4 separate regions of the Mus musculus genome follow, and all the other regions are linked to region 4. Evidence: chromatin contacts called from public promoter capture Hi-C data. All regions are on one chromosome and are shown on one strand. The core of a region is the stretch at or near the end of the contact, and the rest is flanking DNA. Distances in the headings are between cores, read along the strand shown.

Region 1 (2,700 bases), core at 113-2,612, 1.1 Mb after region 4:
GTATTTCATCCCGGAAGCCAAAGTTACAATTCTGTTGAACAGTTTTCAGCAAGGACTGCTTTTGCTGGTGAGCAGAAAAGATGGCGCCTAGAATCAAAGGCCATTGCTAGAGCGCCTTCATGATGAGGGAGAGGGTATACATCCTCAAAGTGACTGCTGGTTGTTGGGGTGGAGTCTGTCATTAAAGGAAAGCCCTGTAATTAGAAATTCTACTTCCAAGAGAGACCTGCAGCTGGAGCAGCTGCAGACTCTCCACACAGCATTCCTGGGTGCTGAAGAGGGGGATGCTGGAGCCAGGGTACCCATTCGGCAGTCAATGGGTGGGCCTGTAGGTAGCCATCTGTCTGAGGATGTGGTCAACCCCCTCCCCGTTCCAGGGGCCAGGGATGAGGGCTATATGGCCGATTCTATCCTCATTGGCTCCTTATTTCCAACCAACCCCACCCTTTTGGTTGGTTCTTTCTTTCTTTCTCTCTTTCTTTCTTTCTCTCTTTCTTTCTTTCTCTCTTTCTTTCTTTCTTTCTTTCTTTCTTTCTTTCTTTCTTTCTTTCTTTCTTTCTTTCTTTCTTTCTGATCTCAACACATTTCATTTTTGTTTCCCTCAATGTCAAACTTCTTCCTGAGCATTGAACCCGGGTCCTTGTACATGCTAGCCAAGTATACTGTAGGCATGAGCCATCAACCTCAGGCCTCAGTTGCCAAACGTCATTAAGATGGTCAACTCTAGCAAAGACGGTGTAGTGCACACCTAAACTCCCAGCACTTGGCAAGCAAGCAGGAGGATCTCGGCTTGAGGCTACTTAGTACAACCTCTATCTCAAAACACAGCAGCAACAACAAAACACCCTCTTCATTCTTTTGCACAGTGTAAACTGTGTTGCTGTGCCCTTTTATCTGACCACCAAAGGAGAGGCTGGGTCAGGGGATAAGAAATTATAGAGACCTAGCCAGTGGCTGGGGTCCCCCCCCCCTTCCCATCACTGACTCAACAGACAAATCCACTGTCTGGTTTATAGCTAGGCTAATTTAATTTTCAGCTCAGAGGCCACCCCCCTGCCCATTTGGTGGTAATCTCAGATGGTTAATGAGCTAGAAGGAGAGCCAGCCTATGGGATGGCCTTTCACTCCTTGCCTCAGTGACTTAGCAGGCCTGATTTATTAGCCGTTTGTTCCTGGTGTGAGTGGGCCCAGGCAGTCTGACACAGCTTCCTGACTCTCCCCTCTTCTAAAGACCCACTGAGCTCTGGCTTCTGGCCTTAGCTTTTGGACCTCTCTCTTCCTTTCACAGCTGGGGTTGAGTGGAAGGGAGGAGAGCCTAGGACACAGAGAGCCTCAGGCCACCTCCTCTGCCCAGCCAGCCTGCCTGGCCTGTGAAACTCCTCCAGCTCTTTATTTCGGAAGCATTTGTCCCCAGCCAAGCCAGCATTGAGCAATTCTGGCCTGAAATTCGGTCTCAACATTTGGGCAAGTGCTTTCCTTCTGTAGGACTGCGATACACTTGAGAAAAGACTGAAAGCCTGCTCTGTAAAGTGGGCTCGTCGGAGCTGGGGAAGGCAAAGAAGTGGGCTTTTAGCTTTGTGACTACTGACTTTAGAGACGGTTTCACTTCTGCTTCCTAAATTAATCTGCTTCCCTCACACACAATGGTTCGTTATGCCATCACACGCTTTGTGTCAACCAACATCTGAGTACACTTATCACCTGGATGGTATCTGGGACCCTCTGAGGCCTTGTGGGACTCTAGTTACATAGGTAGCTTGTTAATAACCAACCCCTGTTGTACGTCCATACCACCTCATATATGTGGTTCATATCAAATTTGAAACCAGACCTTTTCAGGTTTGACTGGCAGGCAGGGAGGACAGAGACCGAACTCTTTCCAAAGGAGGTTGGTGATAATGGATGGGTCAGAGAGCAATGGTGATGATATTTGCACATGTTGATCCCATAGGCTGGCTTCCCTTCTAGCTCCTTAACCATCTGAGATTACCACCACGTGGGGGTGGGCGGTGGGGATGGCCCATCTGAGAACCATAGCCTCGGGATGGACATGACCCTAGAAATTCAGCTGTCTAGAGTCTGCGTTCCTGCTTCCCTATTGCCCTATATAAATCTTGGGGTCCAGAGGCTTCTCCTCCCTAAGCTACTTTGCCCCCTCCTTTTAATGTAAAGCACCAGAGGGTCCCCTTGTGTCTCCATCCTTTGCTTGCTCCATCTGCAGGGCTCCGTGGTAACATGGCTGACGTAGGGCAAGGCTGCCTCTTCCTTACCAGAGGCAAGCTGCTGTGGTTCTGTAGCGGGGACTTTGAGCATCGTGCAGGTCGGTGTCCTGGAGGTTTGGCTGAACCGCTTAGACCCCACCCTTTCAAAGTTTAATGAAAGACAATGAACGGCCTCAACCTCACAGCCAATATCGGAGAATGAGCTGAACCCATGGGCCCCATGGGATGGGATCAGAAAACCCAGACGATACCATCATCTCTGTCCACTCTGGCCTGTTAGCACCTTGAGCAGGCTCGTGGCCAGCTGGTGGGCTGGCATCGGGAGCTCTTACCCTGTGTCTGTGCACTCCTGAAGCTGAGGGCCAGCTTCCACTTATTTGCTGCACAGAGGACTCTTAGCTTTCTCAGGGTCTGTGACTCCTAAACACTGAGGTACTGTCCCGTGGCACGGGATTCCGTTGCTATTGTTTGTTTCTTT
Region 2 (2,715 bases), core at 44-2,543, 1.1 Mb after region 4:
CTGGGACAAAAGGCTGAGGTGTCTATTTAACACGTCAAAGCAGACATGGCCACCAGGTTCTCCTTGCATCCCTCAGTCCCCACCTGTTAGAGGGTCCCCTACCCTAAGTGTCTCCAGCTCAGTGGTCTAGGCTGCTCTTCCTCTACAATCCCGGCATGGTGGCTCTCTCCTCTCTTGGTACTTTTGGGTCTCCTGGCTGCTGCACCTGGTTCCCTCTCCCTTCTCTCCCCACATGGTTCAGGGTCATGTCCACCCACGCGACTGACCCACATGTCCCTGCCTCTGGCTATGCTCTCCCTCCCACGTGTCTGCAATAAACGTTCTCCTTCACTAAACCTAGGACCAATTATGCTTCCTTTTCTTGTTCTCTCTCTCCCTCTCCCTCTCCCCCCCCTCCCCTCTTCATCCAGCCTTCAGGTTTGTGTAGCTGTGATCAGAACTGGGAATTTTGAGTCATATAAGTCAAAGTACTAAATAATTGTTTGGTATAGACTTATAAATTGTAAATTTCTGGGTCAAGGGAATAAACACTTTTAAGGCTTTTAATTAATGTCATCCAATTACTTGTCGGGAAATGTAAAGTGTGAATAAGAATTTAAAAACATAGATCCTGGCGTGGAATTACATGTGTATAGTGCTGAAGTAGGAGGCATTAGAAAGCTCGACCGCAGCTTGGGCTGTGGCGTGAGAACTGGTCAACAAACTAACCAGCCAACCCTCAAATACTCAAGCTTCTGCATCATATTACTTTATTTGTTTTGTCAAAAAAAAAATCAATCAGGGAGCCAGTGAGATGGCTCAGCAGGTACAGGAGCTTGCGGCTAAGCCTGGGGATATGAGTTCAATTCCTGCATCCCACATGGTAGAGGGAGAGAAGTGACTCTCTGACAGTTGTCATCCTGACCCACACATCAGTAAATAAAAGATTTAAAAAAATGAATTGGCATAAACTCGCAGCTGTTACATGTTTTCATTTTCATTACTGAGAAGAGAGGGTGAGGAAGAAAGAAAGAAAGAAATCAAGGAAGGAAGGAAGGAAGGAAGGAAGGAAGGAAGGAAGGAAGAAAGAAAGAAAGAAAGAAAGAAAGAAAGAAAGAAAGAAAGAAAGAAAGAAAGAAAGGAAGGAAGGAAGAAAGGAAGAAAGGCAGGAAGGAGTAATAAGTGCAAAAGCACTCGTCTGAACTACACAGACATTTTTAACACATTCAGTTTAAACTAAATGACACTGCACTTTCCAAGTGTTTGCTTTTGATGGTTTTCTTGCCAAGTCCATACTTCTTACTGGGCTCCAGTCATTGGCTTTGATCCCTGTTTGTGACTCATGTACCTTTGTGGTTTGTTGTCACCCAGGGCCCATCCTCCAATGTTTGCAATTTACCTTTGGTATAGGCAGGGTTTTTTTTTTCCCCTTGATTTTCTTTCTTTCTTTCTTTCTTTCTTTCTTTCTTTCTTTCTTTCTTTCTTTCTTTCTTCCTTCCTTCCTTCCTTTCTTTCTTTCTTTCTTTCTTTCTTTCTTTCTTTCTTTCTTTCTTAAAGCCAGAATCTGAGTTGGTAGGATACTGGAGAGAACCCACAAAGCTTTTTCTTTGAAGACCTAGTATAATAACTAAGGCCTGGATGGAGACCTTAGAGAAGGATTTGTTGTTTTGTAAGCAAAATGTTAAGAATGTGTTTTCAAAACAGAATGTTTAAAAAGGGGGAGAAGGCAGTCGTGGTTCCTCTTTCCTTGTGGCAGATCTGAAGTAGAAGAAAGAAGTCCTTGAACCTATACTCTCCCCATCTATTTACTGACTCTATCAGGCTGCCCCGGGGCCCCTGGGAGCCCAGGTCAAATGGCCAATCAATCCAAGTTAAACAAGTTATTTGCTTCAAGAAGAAACAAAGAGAAGCAACCTTTCTTTCTAACCACCCAGCTGAGCCAATGAAACTGCTCGCCCTCTTCCCTCCCCCTTCCTTTCCCTTGTTTGCTGTAGTGTTGACAGTCAGCTCAGTGCAGCAGGACAGGAACAGAGTGGTGACTTCAACAGAAAGAACAGGATAATGCTTGAAAGCAACAGACACTGGGGTCAAAGGCCAAAGGACCAGACCAAGATCAAGGGATATAGATAACTAGGGTCAGTGCCTACCCTAACCCCTGGTCACCAGGAGGGTGGCAGGGACCAGGAAGCTGCACAGCACACTGTGGGTCACAGTCACCCAGTCAGGGTTGCTGGAACTGCTGGGGCAGAAGCTTACCCAACCCAGCAGAAGATCCTCCAGGGATTCTCTTCGGAGATCCTGGAGGTGCAGAAACTGGATATAGTTGACCAGTATAAGTTGAGGAAGCTGGAATCCCAGCGCTTGATGAAAACAGTGCCCTGTCACTGCTCTGGAAAACAGAGCTTTACTGTATCTTGCCTGGGCTAGTCTGTCTTTGGGACAGCTGGAATCTCCTGAAGAGAAGGCACAAGCTGTGAAAGCAGGCTCTTCATTCGAAAGATCCTTGCTCAGCCATGTTTAATAGGAACCAGAGAAAGAAATGAAGATAAAGAAAGAGGCAGCTTTTGATGTGCACTTCTTGAGGTCCTAGCCATAGCATGCAGAAGCAGGAACAGAGACTAAGCTGTTGTGTAGGTAGTCGGTATGGGAAGGTGATTGTAAGAAACAGCGGTTGGAAGCTGACAGGGTGGGTGGTGTTGCACAGAACTGCACAGTGGGCAACTAGGCTCAACATTC
Region 3 (2,700 bases), core at 116-2,615, 1.2 Mb after region 4:
AGAATTAAAAAAAAAAATCAGTAAGTAGCCCAGGCTGCCTGGGATCTTAGTACATGATGTAGACTGCCTTTGAACTTGTAATCCTCCTGCCGCAGCCTCCGGGATTGCAGGTGTTCTCCACCACACCCAGTCTTTTCTGAAATTCTTATCTTCTGTACCTGTCTATTCTCCAAGGGCCGAGGTGAGTGAATTCTCTTCACGGAACCGTCACTGTTTATATTCATGCGATTATATCTTAAAATTAGTGTTTGCTTCTAACTTGTTCAGTCGCTTCAGATCTTGAAAACTTTAGAGTGACGCCTCCCCCTTCCCCTTTTTTCTTTCCCATTGTTCTTTGACTGAAAAGCAAAGCAAAAGAAAAGAAGAACAACACAGAAGAACTTCCCTAGGGCAAAGGAGTTTATATTAGGTCATTTCTAAAAACCTTAAATTATCCTTACCAAAGTCAAGGACCTTCCATAGGATCTGACCAGAAGGCAACAGGGTTACTATAACTTCCTGTAAAATGAGACATGCTGAATCAAGGTTTTTATGTTGGACTTGTAAAAAAAAAAAAATTACACTGTTCGAAATGAATCAAGTCCAAAGTCTGTTAGACTCAAAAATGAAGAATGTAAGGAAAGAAGTTATAGTATTTGCACGAGCTTGTTGATATCAGGTCTGTCACAATGCCAAGATGTTTTCAGTCCTCCGCTGGGGGACTGTTTATCAAACTCACAAAGATTGTCTGCACAAGAGCCCAGAAAACTCCACCCTGGATCGACTCCTATCAAGGCATCTGAGGCTTAGTCACCAGCGTTCCTCTCAGAGCATCATCCCCAAGCACAAAGGGAAAACCTCTAATAGCCAAGCTTCCTTCTTAATAATCCAATTTGGATCAATTGACCATAACATCATCCAGAGCGCGCTGTAACCCAGTAATGCTCAGCTCATGCAGGCTCCCAGGATAATGAAGTCCATATGGCTGGAGGTGACTGAGTCCACCTTGCTATGTTTAGAGGAATTCAAACTCCTGCTATTCTGGCAGGGCAGGTGTCTTTTGGCCTTTAACTACCCTCCAGGGACAAGCGCCTGGGTTCCCTGCATACTGTACACTTCCTCCAGTATTCTTTGTCACCAAGCAGAGCTTCCCCAGCTGGGCAGAAGCCTCACTCCTCTCTGAGTCGCTGAACAACTGAACAGAGGCCTGGTTGCATTTCTGTACACTATGGAAGCATCGCTCTGGACCCAGAGGAAACAGTACAGAAGGGCACAGGGTGTGCACCAAGCTTTTGTGTTTGGTGTCTGCTTTATGCTTTACTGGCCTTGAGCAAGTCAGCTGAATCTTTACACTCTTAGCTTCTCATCTGCCCAGATCGCTTCTGAGACACTACCAGTGAACAGCGTGGGAGAGTGTTTTGAGAATGTAATAAGCTACAGCTAAGCATTGTGGGTATTTTTGTCCTTTGCTGGAGGTGGTTTCTGGATCTTCTTCCCATAGAAGTCTAAAGAGTTGCAGGGTTAAAGCTGTTTGTTTTCGCTTTCATGCCCACTGCATCTTGGAGGGACCCTGCTTCTTCCCTCTTCTTGGTGGCACTCGCTCTCTGTCCCTCTCTCCCCTTGAAACTCTTTCCATTAGAGGGCAGGATGGAGTAGTGCCTGAGAGCTCTGTTTTATGGCCCAGAGGGGATGTATTCAATGCTGCCATAGACAACGTTGAGCCACAGAGGTTAGATCCACACCATGAAGGTAGATCCTGAGGCTGGGAAATAGTTAAAAGGGATTCCACGGGACATTATCAGAGGAGTACAGCAACAAGGTCTGATGGAGACGGCTGCCTGGACAAGATGGGCACAGGGTCATGCATGGGTATAGTGACGATCAAATTATTTCTTCTTAAGACAACATCTTCCTGTTTAGCAGTGGCAAGCCTTGAGCTCTCAATCTCCTTAACTACCTGTCTCAGTTTCCTGACTGCTAGGATTTTAGGTATGCACTACCACACTAGGCTTGTTGAAGTGCATGTAGGCAGGGCGGGGAGAGAAAAAGAGATCATGCAGTCCACCCAGGCTGGCCTTGAGCTCACTCTGTAGCTAAAAATGAACTTGAACTCTCTATTCTCCTGTCTTCGTCTTCCAAGTGCTGTGGTTACAAGAGTACATCACCACACCTGGCTATCAGCTTGTTCAATTCTTGACAACAAGATTTCCTTCCTTATGAAGTTGTATTTGAAAATTATTTTTAAGATATTTTATGTGCAAGCCCTGATTATGACCATATAAAGTTAGTATTAGGATGCCCCCATTTCACAGATAAGGAGATTGAGGTACAGAGGGATGAAAGGACTTCCCAACATTCCCTGTTGGTGTAACTAGGACCTCAACATGCCTTCTCTGATTCCACAGTCTTCAGAGTTGATCAAAGGGAGAGAAGCCCCAGGTTTTTGGTAGTGATGTAATCGCAAGCTCCTAACATTAAGCTCCTCACGTAGCTTCTAACCTTTGAGAAAAAATGCCCAGACTCGCATCACAGAGGGGAAGTAGGCTTAGCAACTAGAGATCTTGGTTAGGCACTGCTAAATACAGACCAGCTTCTCTAACACATGATTTGACCAATTCCTTAGGAGAGTTCCTTAGGAGGTGAAAGCTTTCTGTAGTATTCCGGAGACAAGTTTTCTTGTATGTCCTGTGTTGCCACACAGGGTTTGGAGTGCGTATCTTT
Region 4 (2,710 bases), core at 73-2,572:
ATCAGAGCAGGGTCTGCTATGCAAGGGGGAGGAGGGCACAGTCCACTACCTCATTCTCTCCTCTGCCCATACTACTATGCTTTCAAAATCTGGCAGCCACACAGTCTGGATGACAGTATGTGTCTGAATCCAGCTGCAGAGTCTGATCAGCACCCACCACAGCACTCTGTTGTTAAATCTGTGGTCCAGGTGGAGGTTGTAACCATATCAAGGCCTACTTTTCCGAGTCTAGGTTTTCACACCCCCTACTCAAGCTGACTAAGCTAGTGTACCAGGAATTCTATCTCCCCTGGGCTAGGAAGATGAACAAATGAGCTGCAAGCCATGTTAAGCCCCCAGAAACTTCCCACCGGCCCCTGACCTCCAAACACATACTCACCACACAACCCCCCAACATTTGACCAATGCATCCGAGTCAGAAAGATGTTGTCCAAGCGAGCGACTTTCAGTCTAAGAAAAAAACATACATTTCAGCCAGATGAAACAAAGACGACCAGAGACCGTGTCTGCTGAGAAGTCTCATCTGCCTCTCACCTCAGCTTTCAAGCCCATAATCATCTCCACCCCAGAAGCCAGGAGTTGACTCACTTGTGTTCCTGCATAAGTCGTTGGACGCCTTCTCCGCAGTTAAAAAGGTACCTACAGGAGGAACATTACTGTACTTACAAGTATACTCTGTAAAATGCTTTACTGTAGATACAGCGACATAAATGACAGGGTTCTCATACTGCCTAGTAGGTTTTGAGCCCTCTTTGGTTAGTGACGGAAGAGTGTAGTTTGGTATAGATCAATGGGGAGTGATGTCTTTCCCCATCGACTTATGAAACCGGTCTAGCCCACACACTCACGGTGAGGCCCCCGCTTTGGGATGGTGATGGTGAGAGTCGGGGCACGGGAAGTTTTGCCCGGATACCTGAAAGCCATGCTGACTAAGGGAGGTAAGGGATATATACAGGATTGGACAGGAGGCCTCCCGAGCACGTGGCGCTGGGGCCAATCCCCCAGGGCTGTCGGCCCACTCTGACCTGTTGTATTCCGAGAAGACATAGAGAGCAGCCCCCGCGTCCCGGCCGCCCGCCGCCACCACCTGCAGGTACACGGTGTTCGGGCCCCCGGGACCCGGGCCGCGCTTCTCCCGCGTACGCAGGTGTCGCAGTGGGTCTTTGGATGGCCGCGGCCGACGAGCCGAACCCTGCGACATGGTGCGCAGGCCAAGGGGACGCAACAGTGAGCGGAGCGCCCACATGCACCCGACCACACCAGGCTGACAAGGCAGCCAGACCCCTCACGCCGCCACAAGCACCGCCCCTCCACCGCATGGCGGAACTGACCAATCAGCGCGCCGCCGCGCTAGCTGCCCGCCCATCCAAAGCTCCGCATCCAATCGTAACGAGCCTTGGAGCTCGGAGTCTGTCAATCAAGGTGGACGTAGAGTAAGCGAAAGCTAGAGCGTCGCCGGAGGCCCCGCCCCCCTCACCGGTTCCGGCTTTCCCTGTTGACGTTTTCCGGTTACTGTCACTTGGCGGAAGCGGGACTTCTGAGAGTGCAAGTACTCGAAAGGCATTACTGGGAAAGGACTGAGTCTTTTTCAGGTTCATCGTCTTCTGTCAGGAGCTCTGCCCTTCGACAAAAGTATTCCAAGTTTGCATTGTTCTTGCTTATGATGATGGTGACGATCTCATGGGAGATAGATCTGGCTAATTTGATTTCCACCATAAGAACACATTTCAGATGATATTCTTTGTTTTGGCGTGAGAATAGAGATGAAAAGACTAAGTAAACTTCGTAGTGTTGCGTCTTATTGCTGTTATGAGCCGGTCCTCTCTGCCTTGCATTCCTTACTTCAAGACGGAAATAGTTTAACAGTGCTTATCTTTGGGAGATATTTAGAATTAACATGGCTGTGGGGACCTCGAAAGTCGACTTAGGACACCCCAAGACCAAGTTCTCAGAACAAAGGAGATTTATTTTCCCCAGAGAGACAAAAGGCAGTGAATAAGAGACAAAGAAAGAAGATAGAGACTAGGACGAAGAGAAAAGGGTCAAGAGAGAGGAGAGAGGAGTATTTGCACCCGAAACACGAAGGGCTGCCTCTGGATAGGGAGGAGACCGACCCATAGGCAAATAACAGTTCATAAAGGTTAAAAAAAAAATCCGATGTTAGGATAAGTTGGTTTGTTTTGATTGTGTATATTAATTACATAAGCCAAAGGGGGCTTTTCAAGGGGCTGGACTTCAGTGCTTTGTTAGCTGGACCTTAGTGGTCAGCCTCAAGAGGAGAAAATGGTCAAATAAGGGAATAGACCTTGGTGTCTAGCTTTATGGATGTAATCTAATGATTTTTAGCAAGATGGAGGGTATGGCGGTGAAGCCAAGGCCTGCCAGAGTCGTATTTGGCATGCTTGGTTGGCTAAAGGCCCTTTGATGGTCGGTGCTTTGAGTGGCACTAAAGAGATACGCAGAATAAATAATAGAAATTTATGGAGAAGAAAATGTTGCCACCTGCAGGAAATGTATTTAAACAAGTATTCAGGGAGACTGTCAGATGTCTGAGGCTGGACTGTCAGGTGGCTCTGAGGCTGGAGCTGGACAATCAAGATAGTGAGTTGGAGGTGAACCTGGGGCTACATGAGACCCTTTCCCAACTTGGGTGGATGGGCAGGAAGACACACACACTTTTTTTTTTTTTTAATGCTGAGACCAAATGGAT

The links. Promoter capture Hi-C pulls out the DNA fragments that hold promoters and counts their contacts.
Region 1: a contact with region 4 is called in a promoter capture Hi-C map of pre-B cells. The contact joins the enhancer-like site here to the promoter of Elac2 in region 4. A contact is called at or near these places in 13 of 39 promoter capture datasets (the 3T3-L1 cell line, the C10 cell line, cranial neural crest and 8 more), 18 of 484 Hi-C or Micro-C datasets (B cells, CD4 T cells, CD8 T cells and 14 more), 6 of 115 datasets of contacts at active chromatin or transcription factors (bone marrow-derived macrophages, cardiomyocytes, differentiating embryonic stem cells and 3 more) and 3 of 9 other capture datasets (adipose tissue, embryonic stem cells and macrophages).
Region 2: a contact with region 4 is called in a promoter capture Hi-C map of liver, with 3 times the contacts expected there. The contact joins the enhancer-like site here to the promoter of Elac2 in region 4. A contact is called at or near these places in 4 of 39 promoter capture datasets (hippocampal neurons, liver, second pharyngeal arch cranial neural crest and 1 more), 1 of 115 datasets of contacts at active chromatin or transcription factors (embryonic stem cells) and 1 of 9 other capture datasets (macrophages).
Region 3: a contact with region 4 is called in a promoter capture Hi-C map of liver, with 2.9 times the contacts expected there. The contact joins the enhancer-like site here to the promoter of Elac2 in region 4. A contact is called at or near these places in 10 of 39 promoter capture datasets (the 3T3-L1 cell line, 3T3-L1-derived adipocytes, cranial neural crest and 7 more), 2 of 484 Hi-C or Micro-C datasets (the N1E-115 cell line and nephron progenitors), 2 of 115 datasets of contacts at active chromatin or transcription factors (astrocytes and stem cell-derived neural progenitor cells) and 3 of 9 other capture datasets (embryonic stem cells, liver and macrophages).

The regions. Positions count from the first base shown.
Region 1 is chr11:63,905,568-63,908,267 of GRCm38.p6, reverse strand. All of the region lies in intron 1 of Hs3st3b1 (heparan sulfate (glucosamine) 3-O-sulfotransferase 3B1), which reads left to right. Among named protein-coding and RNA genes, the nearest start is that of Hs3st3b1, 15 kb to the left of the region's middle. Within about 2 kb of position 1,362, at least 92 of the 459 cell types and tissues checked have an H3K27ac peak or open chromatin away from gene starts, as enhancers often do. A contact at or near this core is called in B cells, the CH12 cell line, adipose tissue and 6 more, where this site is marked.
Region 2 is chr11:63,861,504-63,864,218 of GRCm38.p6, reverse strand. No RefSeq gene overlaps it. Among named protein-coding and RNA genes, the nearest start is that of Hs3st3b1, 59 kb to the left of the region's middle. Within about 2 kb of position 1,293, at least 40 of the 459 cell types and tissues checked have an H3K27ac peak or open chromatin away from gene starts, as enhancers often do. A contact at or near this core is called in liver, where this site is marked.
Region 3 is chr11:63,788,131-63,790,830 of GRCm38.p6, reverse strand. No RefSeq gene overlaps it. Among named protein-coding and RNA genes, the nearest start is that of Hs3st3b1, 130 kb to the left of the region's middle. Within about 2 kb of position 1,365, at least 14 of the 459 cell types and tissues checked have an H3K27ac peak or open chromatin away from gene starts, as enhancers often do. A contact at or near this core is called in the N1E-115 cell line and second pharyngeal arch cranial neural crest, where this site is marked.
Region 4 is chr11:64,977,647-64,980,356 of GRCm38.p6, reverse strand. Elac2 (elaC ribonuclease Z 2) reads right to left here and starts at 1,322. Exons shown (of 24, transcript NM_001362983.1): 1 at 1,026-1,322; 2 at 589-639; 3 at 380-450. The coding sequence starts at 1,246.